Linked DNA regions of Pan troglodytes: region 2 is linked to region 1. Evidence: chromatin contacts called from public HiChIP or PLAC-seq data. All regions are on one chromosome and are shown on one strand. Each heading gives the region's core, a stretch centred on a gene start, on an enhancer-like site or on the middle of the called end of the contact. The rest is flanking DNA. Distances are from core to core; before and after follow the strand shown.

What was found. HiChIP or PLAC-seq counts read pairs in DNA pulled down with a chosen protein or histone mark.
Region 2: a contact with region 1 is called in an H3K4me3 HiChIP or PLAC-seq map of stem cell-derived excitatory neurons, with 4 times the contacts expected there. The contact joins the promoter of RAB3GAP2 here to the promoter of MARK1 in region 1. A contact is called at or near these places in 1 of 7 Hi-C or Micro-C datasets (stem cell-derived neural progenitor cells) and 1 of 1 datasets of contacts at active chromatin or transcription factors (stem cell-derived excitatory neurons).

Annotation. Positions count from the first base shown.
Region 1 is chr1:28,588,728-28,595,110 of NHGRI_mPanTro3-v2.0_pri, reverse strand. MARK1 (microtubule affinity regulating kinase 1) reads left to right here and starts at 2,709. Exons shown (of 17, transcript XM_016939088.4): 1 at 2,709-3,469. The coding sequence starts at 3,419.
Region 2 is chr1:28,859,438-28,865,800 of NHGRI_mPanTro3-v2.0_pri, reverse strand. It overlaps RAB3GAP2 (RAB3 GTPase activating non-catalytic protein subunit 2), which reads right to left and starts at 1,259. Exons shown (of 34, transcript XM_063791761.1): 1 at 955-1,259. The coding sequence starts at 1,069.

The DNA of each region.
Region 1 (6,383 bases), core at 1,460-3,959:
GAACATGCCACATTTGGTTAATAACCCAAAAGAAAATTACTCAAAGCCTTAAAATATTCCCTTTGTCATTTCTCCATAGTCACAGACACAGAAGCTATATATAGTAACACAAAAAAATTTTGCTCATGAGCATTTTCATTTCTAAGGACTAGGGTTAAACAGTATTGACTCCATCACAATAATGCCTCATGTCATTTTTTTTTTCCTCTTCCATGTTTAAGGATCTACTAATGCCATTTTAAGGGGAGAAGAGCTCATATAGGGACAGACAGTATTTCCTTTTGAAAAACATAGTGACTTTTTTTTTTTAACCTGGGCAAAGTGCATTTTCACTTAGTTTTCAGTACATACCAAGCTTAAAATTGTTAGGTATTAATAAGGATTATTTGAATGGCATTTTCTTTTGAATAGAGTTGTTCTTCCAAAAAAACCATTTGGTTAGCTAGAATTATGGATTCGAGCTACCTAGTAATGACTCTCTTTGAATGTAGTTTCACTGTTAGAAGTGTTCTTTGGGGATTGACTTAAACAATAAATATCCCTTCCTATTATTATGTGATATTCCGTAAATTTCAATATGTGAAATAGTGAGCATTGTGTAGCAAATACAGCTAAGGGATTTGTCCATGGCTTTTAACATACACTTTAAAATCTGTGGAAGCCACTGTGCCAGAATCTGGGGCTCTCCTTTAAGCTCTGTCTCGAATTAGCCATTATATCTTATGGGGTGAACCTATGGTTTTTGTGACTGGTGCAAGATTGAACAGCACCACATATTTCAGTTATCTTCTTCTGTATCTTATTAACCTGGTGCATCTGTGATCTTGAACAAGTTAACTTAGTGGAATTTTGTAAAATGGAAATAAATACGCCTGTCAGGGTCACCACGATTATAAAGATAGAAAAATATGTGAGTATACTTTAAAGAGCAAAATACAAACTACCAGCTGAAGGAATGATTCATATTCCAATGGGGCTGAACGCCTTTTCACAGCTACTTGTTTATTGCTAGGTTAACTCAGGTACTATTGCAACACTAGGTACCCTTGTGTGGCTGCAGCAGTCAGTGATGCCGCTGACACTGTGGTGGCAGCCCCTACAGGCAGCCGTCGCAATAGTTAACCAGAAAATAACCAGAAAAATACAGGATTATGTCCTTGCAACTTCAATACATCTTGGTGATTCAGGATTTTCTGCAGAGGGCATGTAAATGCTTGACATTCTCAGTAACACATCATAGTTCAGGAGGCAGCATTGCAGTTCCGCTGCCTAAATTCTGTTTGAGAAGTGGTGATGACCACCAAAGGGATCTTGTTTTTTTTTTTTTTTCATTTGCTTTGTGAAATTGGTAAGTGGTTACAAGAGAAAATGCTAAAGAAATAAGTACATAGATGGTGTTCTAGAAGTGAATATAGACTGAGTGAGAATTGCTTCTTTCCTCAAAGGATTTTTGTGTTTGCTATTTTCAGGTCTTTTGGACCCATGCTTCAAGGGTCAAGTGTTAACTTTTCAGAAACAATCTTTAATGAGTCAGGATAAAAACCATCTGGTTCAGGGATTCTTCTTTCAAATGGAGGAAATTCAGAAGAGACGAGAAATTTCCCACCATTATAAGAATTCCATTGGAGGCATACTGAAGCAGCTCAGAAAATCAATGTATCCGCTCCTATCTTTCATTCCTTTTGTCTTCCTGCCCATCCATGAAAGGAAGTGAAAAAGAAATGTTGCAAAGAAGAATAGAGAGACGATAAGGTTTTCGTTCTACAGGCTGAATGTGCAAAATGTAAGCTCTCAAATGAGATTAAAAAAAATGCAGCCTTGCTTATAAAAGGCGAATGGGTCCTGGACAATGCACTACAGACGCGGGTGCCTACAGGATGTCTTGAGGCAGGTGGGTGGAAGTGTGAGGAAGCCACCTGGAAGAGGGAGGACAGGGCCCAAATCAGACACAGCTCTCCATCCTCCCTAAACAGGCTCGCCTAAGTGACACTTCCTTGTGTCCCAGGAAGTGACGATCAGCCAGTGTAGATGTTGTGACTCGCGGGTCTCACCCACTCCGAGGGTGCTGCAGGGCGCCCAGAGCGAGACGTCTTCCGCCGGCCCCATTCCCGAAGAGGCCGCGCCGTCGGGGGCTGAGACCCACTTGTACTGAGTCTCCAGCCGCCCCCCTAGGCTGCTGGCGCTTCTAGGGGCTTCTGTGCTTTTTGCCAAACTCTGAGGGTGACCCTGAACCTAACGGCTCCCTAGAGAAGGAGACTGACAGAGGGCTCAGGCGACGACAGGGATTGAGAAAGCGTGGAAACGGGGGAGGAGGAGTAGAATTTAAGAATGGTAAAAGTCCCGAGGTAGGAGAAAAGGAGGGGTAGGATCCAGGGTAGGATTGAATCCAATTCTTCTCCAATGAAACGGACAAACAAACAAACAAACAAAAACAGAAAGAAAGAAAAAGAAAAAAAAAAGCCACTGATTCACATCAGCTCTCTCTCACCCTCAACCCGGCAAAAACCAAACACGAATAAAAATAAAACCACCAGAGGCTCTTAGACGACCGTAAACTCTGCGGGTGGGGCACGAAACAAAAATAAACACAGGGACAGGCGGGCAAGAGAGCGCGGGAGGAGGAGGAGGAGAAAAAGGAGGAGGAGGAGGAGGAGGCGGCCCCGCATCCCTAATGAGGGAATGAATGGAGAGGCCCCCTCGGCTGGCGCCCGCCCACCCGGCGGCGGCCGCCAAGTGCCTCTGGGCGCTGCGTGCCGCGCCCGCTGCTCCGCGCGCAGCCGGCTCGGGCCGCTCCTCCTGACTGAGGCGCGGCGGCGGCGGTGGCTGTGACCGCGCGGACCGAGCCGAGACATTCGCGCCGGGGGATCGGGCGCCGCCGCCGCTGGGCCCCGGGCGCGTGGATGCGGCTGGGTCGGGCGGCGCCGCACACCTGAGGCGGAGAACGGGGCGCGGCGCGGGCGACGCTGTCAGGGCCGCGGTTCCTGACGCCCAGGCGCTCGCCAGGACGCGCCAGGCAGTGATTTGAGGCACCGGGTTCACCTTCACCCATGGTCCGGAGAGCCTAGCGGGGCTCGCCGCCGCCTCCCGGCTCCCCTTCCACGCCTCCCACCCCTCGGCGCCGCATCCTGCCAGCCTCGCCGCCCCGCCAGCGCCGGGCAACCGCCTCGCCCGAAGCCCTCCCTCGTTACTGTCCGCATACCCCGGCGGCGCCGCCGCGGGAAGCGGCTCCCCCTCCTCTTCCTCCGCGTCCTCTTCCCTCTTTCCCCCGCCGGGGCCGCTTGTTGCACCGCCCCGCGGCCTGCGGGAGCCGCTCGCCCCGGCCTTGTGCTCGCGTCCGCACCCCTTTCCTGTCGCCCCCCGGGGCCCGCACCACAGCCCGGCCGGCGAGACCCCGGCCAGACCCCGCTGCCCGCACAAAATGTCGGCCCGGACGCCATTGCCGACGGTGAACGAGCGGGACACGGAAAATGTGAGTAACCGGAGCCTCCCTCGGGAGCAGTGGGGGCGAGACCCTCCTCTGATCCCCACTTCACCCGCGCTTGGGCCGTCCCCCGTGCCTCGGCGCGGCCACCCGCGGCAGGGTCTCCACCTGGAGCCCGGCATGACCCTCACCCACTGCTCAGCCCTATTCTTCATTCCAACCCCATTTCGCTTGTTTCCCCTCAAGGGTGAGGGTGGGGAACCGTAAGTGGCGCCCTCTCGCTCGGAGGTGGTCCTCCAGGAGCGGATGGGGTGATGGAGGGCAGAGAAGCAGAATGGGATGGCAGAGTGGGCAGTCAGGATTGCTTTATTTCTACCTCTGCATTCTGTGCCCCCACCCGAATGAATGCTTGCTTTACAATAGCAGACGAGCCGGCTACCTCTCACACTCTTGCTTTTCTGGATCTTTCAATCCTTTGCACTCTCCCCTCCTCCCCCCGCATTGCCCCATGACTTTGCTTTTTGTAACATTGTGTCCACATTTTGGGTCATGGGCACCAAAGGGAGAAGGATGGGAATGGAAGTGGAGATGTGTGCGTGTTTGTGTATGAGTTTATACTGCTGTGACACTCTTAGTAGGGATGAGTAGAAGAATTTCACGAACAGCATCTATGGCCCTGGGGTTACAGCAAAATGTTGAAAAGCCACATGAAGCCAAGGGCTTTTTAATCTCTTCCTTAAGTCAGTGATAATGATGCAGGGCAGGTTTTACTTTAAATATCTCTCCTCCTTGGAGTGTCACAAGGTGCACATCTTTAAGGGAGGGATTTTCAGTGTCTTTGATCAGATTGCCCTCTGGAGCTGTTATCAAGATGCAGATGTGCCGGGCTTTTAAACTCTTGAAAAACGAAAAGAACAAGATCCCTTGTATTTCCACCTTCTGAAAAGTACAGTTGTGTGTGTGTGTGCAAGTTCCTTTGTGGGAAGGTTTTCTTGTTTTTGTTTTTGTTTAAAACACTCAAGACCTGTAAATAGGGCTTGGCTGATTTTCCGACTGATTTTAAGGACCTAGAGGGGTACTAAGTTTTGGTCAGCTGTCCAGAGCTCTCTGTCTAGTTATCTCATCAGCCGTCCAGCTTTTGATATACCACTGACTTCATGGGGTTGGTAAAATAAAATAACGAAGCGCTTTGGTGTTCTTAGACAAAAGGCATGAGAGAAAGGATACAAGCTCACTTCTGAGTTGTTGGGGGGGTATAAACAGATGATTTCATCTTAGGAGGGAAGCACAGAAATTTAATATAACTATACAAAGAGAGAAGAAATTCTACTAAGAGACCATTGTTAGAGGACCTGTGAAGATGTTTCAGAGTATGCTTTTGTCTTCCCTAGCGCCGTGCATTTAAAATGGGAAAGATAGTGTAAGGCTGCTGCTATCATAAATTAGAACTTCATTTGCATCATAACTATTTTAGAAAATATAATTGATACATAATTTTGATTGAGAGATCGAACAAGTTCAGAGAAAAAGATGGATATTTTGGTTTAAGTTGGTTTTAAAGCCGAGTTGGCACAGAATTTTTCTAACAGGAACATTAAAAAAATGCCTGTCATTCAAGAGTGTGAATGAAAAGTATGACAGATGATAACCTTTGTTTTTATTAGCAAATTACTGTATGTGTTAACCCAGGAGGAGTGGGAAAATACATTGTTTTTATTTTCTTTTAGATTTTGAATAGTATAGCTTTTCTCATACTTGTATGAATAAGGTACTTCATAAAGACATGAGATATAATTATAGAAATATGCATTAAGGAATAGCACAAAATGCAGCGTCTCATGTAAGAACACACAAAAAAGGATTTTAAAGCTAAGCAATAATAGTATGATAAATTTTGTTGTGAGTACCTTCTGAAAATGATTATGCTGTATAAACTGATTTGCTGTTTCTGAACATGTTATTTCAAAGTCACTTTTATGGTCTTGGGCCTTATTGTGTTGTACATAATGATATCTCCATTTAGCTTACTTTACCCACACCTTATTTTCTCCTAATTGCTGTGGAAAATACCTATTATACGACACCTGTCAATTAATAAGTATGCACTCAGCATGTTCATTTTTTAGGTAAAGGGTTGGGAAGGGGATATAGAAGTAGTGTTTAAGATAAGGTCTCTCCCTGCAAGGAGCTTACAGAAGAGATAATAATCCCAAACAAGTAATGTATGGTAGAAGACATTGTGTAAATAGGGCTAAATTGGTTTATAGGTATTATAGGTGTTTATCAAAGAGGCCACCACTGATGGCTACGAAATCACCATTGGTGACTCTCTTTATTCTCTAGTTGGTAGTAAATGGCATCATCCATTTTTACTTCTCATCGATGAAATAAAGTAACAAACCTGCTTGTTAGCTAATATATTAATGCCAGTATGGCAGCCAAAATGTATTTTTGTTTATAGTCATTTTCAATTACATGACATATTTTTAAAAATAGTTACAAAACTTTTATATTCATATGACTATTAAAGGGTTCTAAGTCCTTTGGTATATCAAGGACACTAACTAAAAACATTTTATTTTCCTTAGAAATTAAAATCAACAAATACAGTAATTTAAAACACCATCTTGATATTTCGTTGTCGTTTGCAGTTAATATAAACATTTCTTTGGTCATCCATATAACGTATTTGGATTTTGTGTCCTTGGGAATATATAATATCTACCCTTCTCAGTGTCACTAATATATATTCAGGATAAATAAAAATCCCAAAAGAGGAATATTATAGCACTGATCTCTTATATACTACTACTATATATAGTAGAATGAGAAAGAATTGCTTTTCTCTAAGAACAGTCTATGTGTACTTTTTCAGGAGTATTTTCTTTGATGAAAGATTTGTGTGTGCCTTGTTAATAGGCCTCAACGGGCTAAATACAACAGGACAACCAATGATTAACTT
Region 2 (6,363 bases), core at 10-2,509, 270 kb before region 1:
GCTTTATATCACCATTCCGGTATAGCACAAAGTGAGAGCGCTGTACTACAAAGCCAAATGTGCTTCATGTTGGAAATGCAAAAATAAAATAAAATAAAATAAAACACAAGGCACACCCTTTCAAAAGATGAAATGTATGAAATTCTGAAAGCCTATGTAGTATCTAATAAACCAGCCTTGCAACTTTATACTACTTGGGGAAAGGCTTATTAAACACTTTGATGATAAAAATAGGTGGAAGGCTTCTCATCCCAATAAAGCAAATTAACCTTTCTTGGCTATGTCACTGTAATTTTAGTTCCTAATGTAGATGCTCGTTCACTTCCTGACAGGTTATTTTCCTTCTTTGAGAGAGTCTTACCTCAAGAGTCACTCATTTGTCAGCCATTTGTTCTCAAAATCTGAATGGGGGAAACGCAGATGAAAGAAGGGAGAGTGTGGGGGGATGATCAACATTTTCGGAATGGGAGGTGGCAGAAGGCCACAGTCTCCGGGATGGAAGAGAGTGGGAGCTGGGGCAATACCAGAGTGGAGCGCTGACATGTGGCAAGGAACGGGGAGGATGCGATCACGGAGTAGGCAACATGAAACAGGGAACGACCCCAGGCTGAAGATGGGAGACGGAGAAGATACTCAGAGAGAAAGCTAGGAATGTGTGGGGGTAGGGGGAGGGAGGGAGAAAGCGGTGATAGGCAGAGGCGAGAGGAAACAAGACGCAGTTTTTGGCCAGGGGTCAGAGGGCCTAAGGAGAAAAGCTGGGTCGAGAGGAAGACAACACAAATGGGGCTTCAGGACGAGGTGGGCAGGGTGTCATCCCGGAGCGGAGGGGAGGCACGGGGAGAACTGGGGGTCCAGAGGGCAGAGGCAGGCGCAGAGCGAGTAGGAGACCCGAACCCGCCGAGCAGAGGCCGCGGGTGACGAGGGAAGGAAGGGCGAGGCCAGAGAGGCACTTACTGGGGTCCCTCCGCAAGGCGCCGCTGAGGATCTCCTCCCGCAGGTGAGGAAAGAGGAAGTCCCGGGCGGCCTGGAGATCCTGGAAGTAGCAGAACTGGACAATGGAGCAGGCCATGGCTCCAGGGAACCCCACTACGGCACTCACCTTACCTCACCACGCCCTGCCCCCTCCACCCCACTGCGGCCGCCACCGAGCCCCAATAGCTCTAGCCAAGCAGAAGGCGGAGAAACCAAACCGGAAGCTGTCACTGACACGGGTCCGCGGTCTCCGAGTACTGCGCAGGCGCAGGCTGGCCCAGGCGCCTAGGGCGCGGGGGCCCGGGTCACGTGACTACGGCGCCGCCGCTGCAGGTGGAGCCAAAGTCGACGTGGAGGCTTGGGGCAGATATTTCAGTCCCAGTTCTGTGTCTACGCCGAGGCATGAACCCTTTCATTCATTCTGGCTTTTAGCCAGAGGTGTTCTAATTGGACTTGTCCGCGCAGCCCTTTGACTTATTCAGTCTTATTGATGCCCTACTATTGGCACGATCCTGATGTTTCACAGAAAATAATTCGTTTTAAACTAGTGGCAGGCCAGTGGGGGACCGTATCCTGCAAGAGTCGGATTTTGAAAAGATTAATTGCTCTTCCGGAGATTAGCCCCGTCAAGGCTGGCTTTAAATGCTCCTACTATAGATTCCCATAGTACTACGCAAGCCCAATATAGTACGTGTTATAGTGTATTATACACTTTTGTTTTCATTATTCATTTGGTTTTTCATTCATGCATTCATCCATCCATTCAACAAATATTTGTTAGTCTTTTAAATGCCAGCCACTCAGGGTGCTGAGCATTAGAGAACAAAAGAGAAGAAGTACCTTTTCCCAGAAAGCTAGAATTCTAGTGACTGATACAGGCAGTAAGCAATTAATTACAGTATTTCCCTTTAATCCAAGGGGATATGTTTTAAGATCCCCAGTGGATGACACAAACCATGGATAGTACTGAAACCTATGTATGTGTATTATGTTTTTACCTATACATATATATGATAAAGTTCAATTTATAAATTAGGCACAGTGAAAGATTAACAATAACTAATAATTAAATTGAATAATTATGTGGAAAATGAACCCATGGATAAAGGGGCGGCTACTGTACTTAACTATTTAACTGAAATTGTGATCATGCTAGTAAGTGCTTCATAAATATTTGCTGAAGAAATAAATGGAATGCGTACATAAAGTAAATAGAATAACTTGTTTCTTTGACAAAGCACTGTTTTTGAAAGTACTTTACATTGTTCATTTGGATAGTCACAAATGCCATCTAAAAATAGTGTGTCTTATCCCACTTTTAAAATAAAGAAATTGAGCTGTCTCTGAGCAGACTTTAAGTTATTTTTCCAAAAAATAAAAACAAAAAAATTATTTTAATGTGAGCACAAAGGCCTGTAGGCACTTACACATTTCCTAAAGGAAACCTAAAGAGGCCATCCACTTTGTACGAAGAAAGGGCACAGGAACAAATGGAAGGCAAGTGGATGGGGTCCAGAGCATTCATTTCTGTCAGGCCCGTGGACATACACACTTAGTCCTAATAATATAACAACTATAATTTAGTGCCCAGGTTCCTACTCCATTATTTCCTGCTTCTAGAGTAGGATGATTTTCACAAAATAGGATAGGCAATTTCTATGTTATCAGGTTAACAGGAATCAGTTCTTCACCTATAAAAGGCAGTTGAATCAGATGTGCTGTAAGGTCCCTTTAAGCATCAGGGACCTATACTTCTGTAATCAAAGCTTTCAGAAAAGGCAAGCTGCCAGTGCTCCCTTCTTCCATCTGAAGAAATGCAGTGTTTCCTCAGATCATCACTAACTAGAATAATCCAGCCCTGATAAGATTATTCCCTAAAATCCAGCACCAATCCCAAACTAAACTAAAATTTAAATTTAGATTCTTAGTGTTACTGGACGAATAACAAACACATGACACTTTCTGGAAGGAGACTGTCATTCCTTGAAAACCATTCAAGTTCCTATTCAGGTAAATGCATTTTGTGGAAGTAACTGCTGTTGGCTGATTTTGCTGGCCTTTGTTCTTCCCTGAGGCATTCATATGTCTCCTGTGGTGGTCATTGAATTTCATTACTGTGTTGGCTCAGTTTTAATGGTGAAGTCCCTGACTTCCTTCCAAGTACTGTTGAAAAGGATCATTCATGGATGTTTTTAAGGACTTTAGATACCCTTCACAGAAATTACAACACATTCATGAACTGAACTCTTCCCCCAGGAAGTTGTAATGCTACTGGGGGGGATGCCTCTGGAGTTCTGCTACCATGGTTTCTGCAGCATGTGGGAGGATTGCATCAGACAGTGAATATCACTTATTCCACAGTCATAAGAAAGCACATTGCAAAAATGTGCAGGCCTTACATATCCCAGCATTGACAGTGTCTCTCCGAGGTCTGGGTTCAGGAGGTAGGAAAAGCACTGTGACCAAAATAACAACAGGATGAGTCCAGGTACCAATGTGAACTTCCTCCAGTATCCATTAGTGTGAGTCAGAGCACAGATGACTGTTGTTAAGAGAGAGATGTGTTACTGAGGAAGATAAGCAGCAGCCCCTTGCCAATCCTTAGCAGCAGCTTGAAGCGAAGGGGTTGAGTTGCAGGATGGGCACTAAACGCAGATGTGAGAGAAAGAGCAATGGACTTGGAATCATGACTTTGGGGAATTCATGTCACTTTTTTGGGACTTAGTTTATTGGTTTATAAAATGAAGAGGCTGGGCTCTAAAGTTCATCCCAGGGATATGTAGGTTTTGGTAAGAGACTGGGAATGGCAAGTTCTGGGAGTTGGAATTGCTTAGAAGGAGTGGTCTGTGTAAGCACCCTAGTAAGAAGCTTGGGTCAGCAGGAGAAAATGTGAGGGTACTGGACATCTCTAAGGGAAAGTAAGGGGAGCATAGCAAGGGCGTGGAGAGTCCTTGAAGGCTTACCTCATAGCTGTGCTAAGGGTCATCCTTGAATTGAAGATTGAGTGAGCAGAAGCAAGGGCTATTTACAATTATTATTCAACAAACATTTATGGAGTGCTTTTTACATTAAAGATACTGTAGTAAGCACAGTAAGGCAATAAGGACAAGTGATCCAGAGATTCACTACTTAAAAGCAGACAAACACAAATGCTCTAAGAGCAGAGTGTGATGAGTACCATGGATGGCTTTTGGATAAAGGGCAGTGGGAGAAATAAGGGAGAGATTAATTTAGGTCCCTAGGGGTGTCCCTTGGAAAAGAAGTAGTGTGGAAGAGGTAGGAAAGGCATTAAACAAATTGGTTCTTGATTATAGAGAACCTCAAAATCCAAATAGTGAAACCGCCTTTGCAAAATTATGACTGAGACAGTGAAAGAGATGTTACTTAACCGACTCCATCTTGCTTCTAACCTCCAAGCTGTCCTTGTTCATTCTTGGGCATAAGTTGAACTAACTTTGAGAGAAACTTAGTTTACAGTTTAAACAAAGACGGTAACAGCCTTTTCCCAAAGCAGACCTCCTTCTTGCCCGGGGACTAGATTGCCTTTGTAGGACTAACATTAGCCACAAGATTAAAAATTATGGTTTAGGAGTCATGCAGCTGGAGAGTGTGACCCTCCCTAAACTGCTCCTAAGATCAATGCTTGAACTATTTTGTAGACCCTGCACTTGATGTATCAGCTGGCACCACCCAAATCAATAAACTGGCTCATCTGACCTTGTAGCCCCCACCCAGGAACTGACCCAGCACAAGAAGGCAGCTTCGACTCCCTATGATTTCATCCCTGACCAATCAGCACTCCTGGCTCATTGGCTTTCCCCCACCCACCAAGTTATCCTTAAAAATTCTGCTCCCCGAATGCTCAGGGAGACTGATTTAAGTAATAATAAAACTCCGGTCTCCCTCACAACCAGCTCTGCGTGAATTACTCTTTCTCTGGCAATTCCCCTGACTTGATGAATTGGCTCTGTCTAGGTAGCGGGCAAGGTGAACCCCTTGGGCAGTTACCATAGTATGGTCTGGTCTTTTTCTGTGTGCAAGGTATAACCAATTGAAGATATTTTGAAGAAGATGTAGAAGTATGTGGGATGACTGAAGGCAGATAGACCCCTCTAGATGTCACAGCAATATTCTAAACGAGAAGTAATAACATTGGAAAGGCAGTGCCTCTCTGGTGGCTGAATCAATAGAATTTTGGTATACAGTTAGATATATAGGTGTGGGAAGGGAAAATATGACCCAAGGTGATGTTCAAGTGTTCAGTCCAAAGAATTGGAAAGGTGGCAATGTTATGTCAGCAACCAAGATAGAGAATGTAAAAGGAGGAATGGCTTCGGGGCAAACAAGAATAGGATGAGGCTGGGCACAGTGGTTCATGCCTGTAATCCCTGTGCTTTGGAAGGAAGAGGTGGGAGGAATGCATGAGGCCAAGATTTCGAGATCAGTCTGGGCAACATAGAGAGACCCCATTTCCACACAAAATTAAAATTAAAATTAAATTGTCTGGGCCTGGTGGTGCATGCCCATAATCCTAGCTACTTGAGAGGCTGAGTCAGGAAGCTTGCTTGAGCCCAGGTTTAAGGTTACAGAGAGCTATGTTTGTGCCACAGCTCTCCAGTCTGGGTGACAGAGCAAGTGAGACTCTGTCTCCAAAAAAAAAAAGAAAAAAAAGATAAATGGATAAATTCAGTGTTGGATTTGTTAAATTTGAACTGCCCGTGGAAGAGCTAGGTTTTTTTTTTTTAAGTTATTTTTATAAACTGAAGTTCCAAATTGGGATTGGAGAGGCCAGAGCTAGAACCTACCTATGGAAGTCTTCCACACAGAAATTACATTGAAGGGAGGGGATGAAAGTGCCAGTGGATTCTAGATGAGGTGAGAGCAGGATTGGATGAGGAAAACAAGGTGGGAGGACTATCTTTTTTTTTTTTTTTTTTGGTACAGTCTTGCTCTGTCACCTGGGCTGGGGTGCAGTGGCATAATCTTGGCTCACTGCAACCTTTGCCTTCCAGGCTCAAGCGATCCTCCCACCTCAGCCTCCTGAATAGCTGGGACTATAGGCACATGCCACCATGCCTGGCTAATTTTTGTGTTTTTTGAAGAGACAGCATCTCACTATGTTGCCCGGGCTGGTCTTGAACTGCTAAGCTTAAGGAATCTACCCTCTTTGGCCTCCCAAAGTGTTGGCATTACAGGCATGAGCCACCATGCCTGACCAACTGTCTATTTTTTTAGAGGTGGATGGAAAAAGAAGCTCTAGTAAAGGAGATAAAAAAGACATAGTCAAAGAAGAAAACTGTACATGGTAGGACCATGCTACAAAAGCCCAGTGAGGAAGAAGACATTTTCACAAAGGAGTAAACCTATTGTATTGAATTCAATAAAGAATTT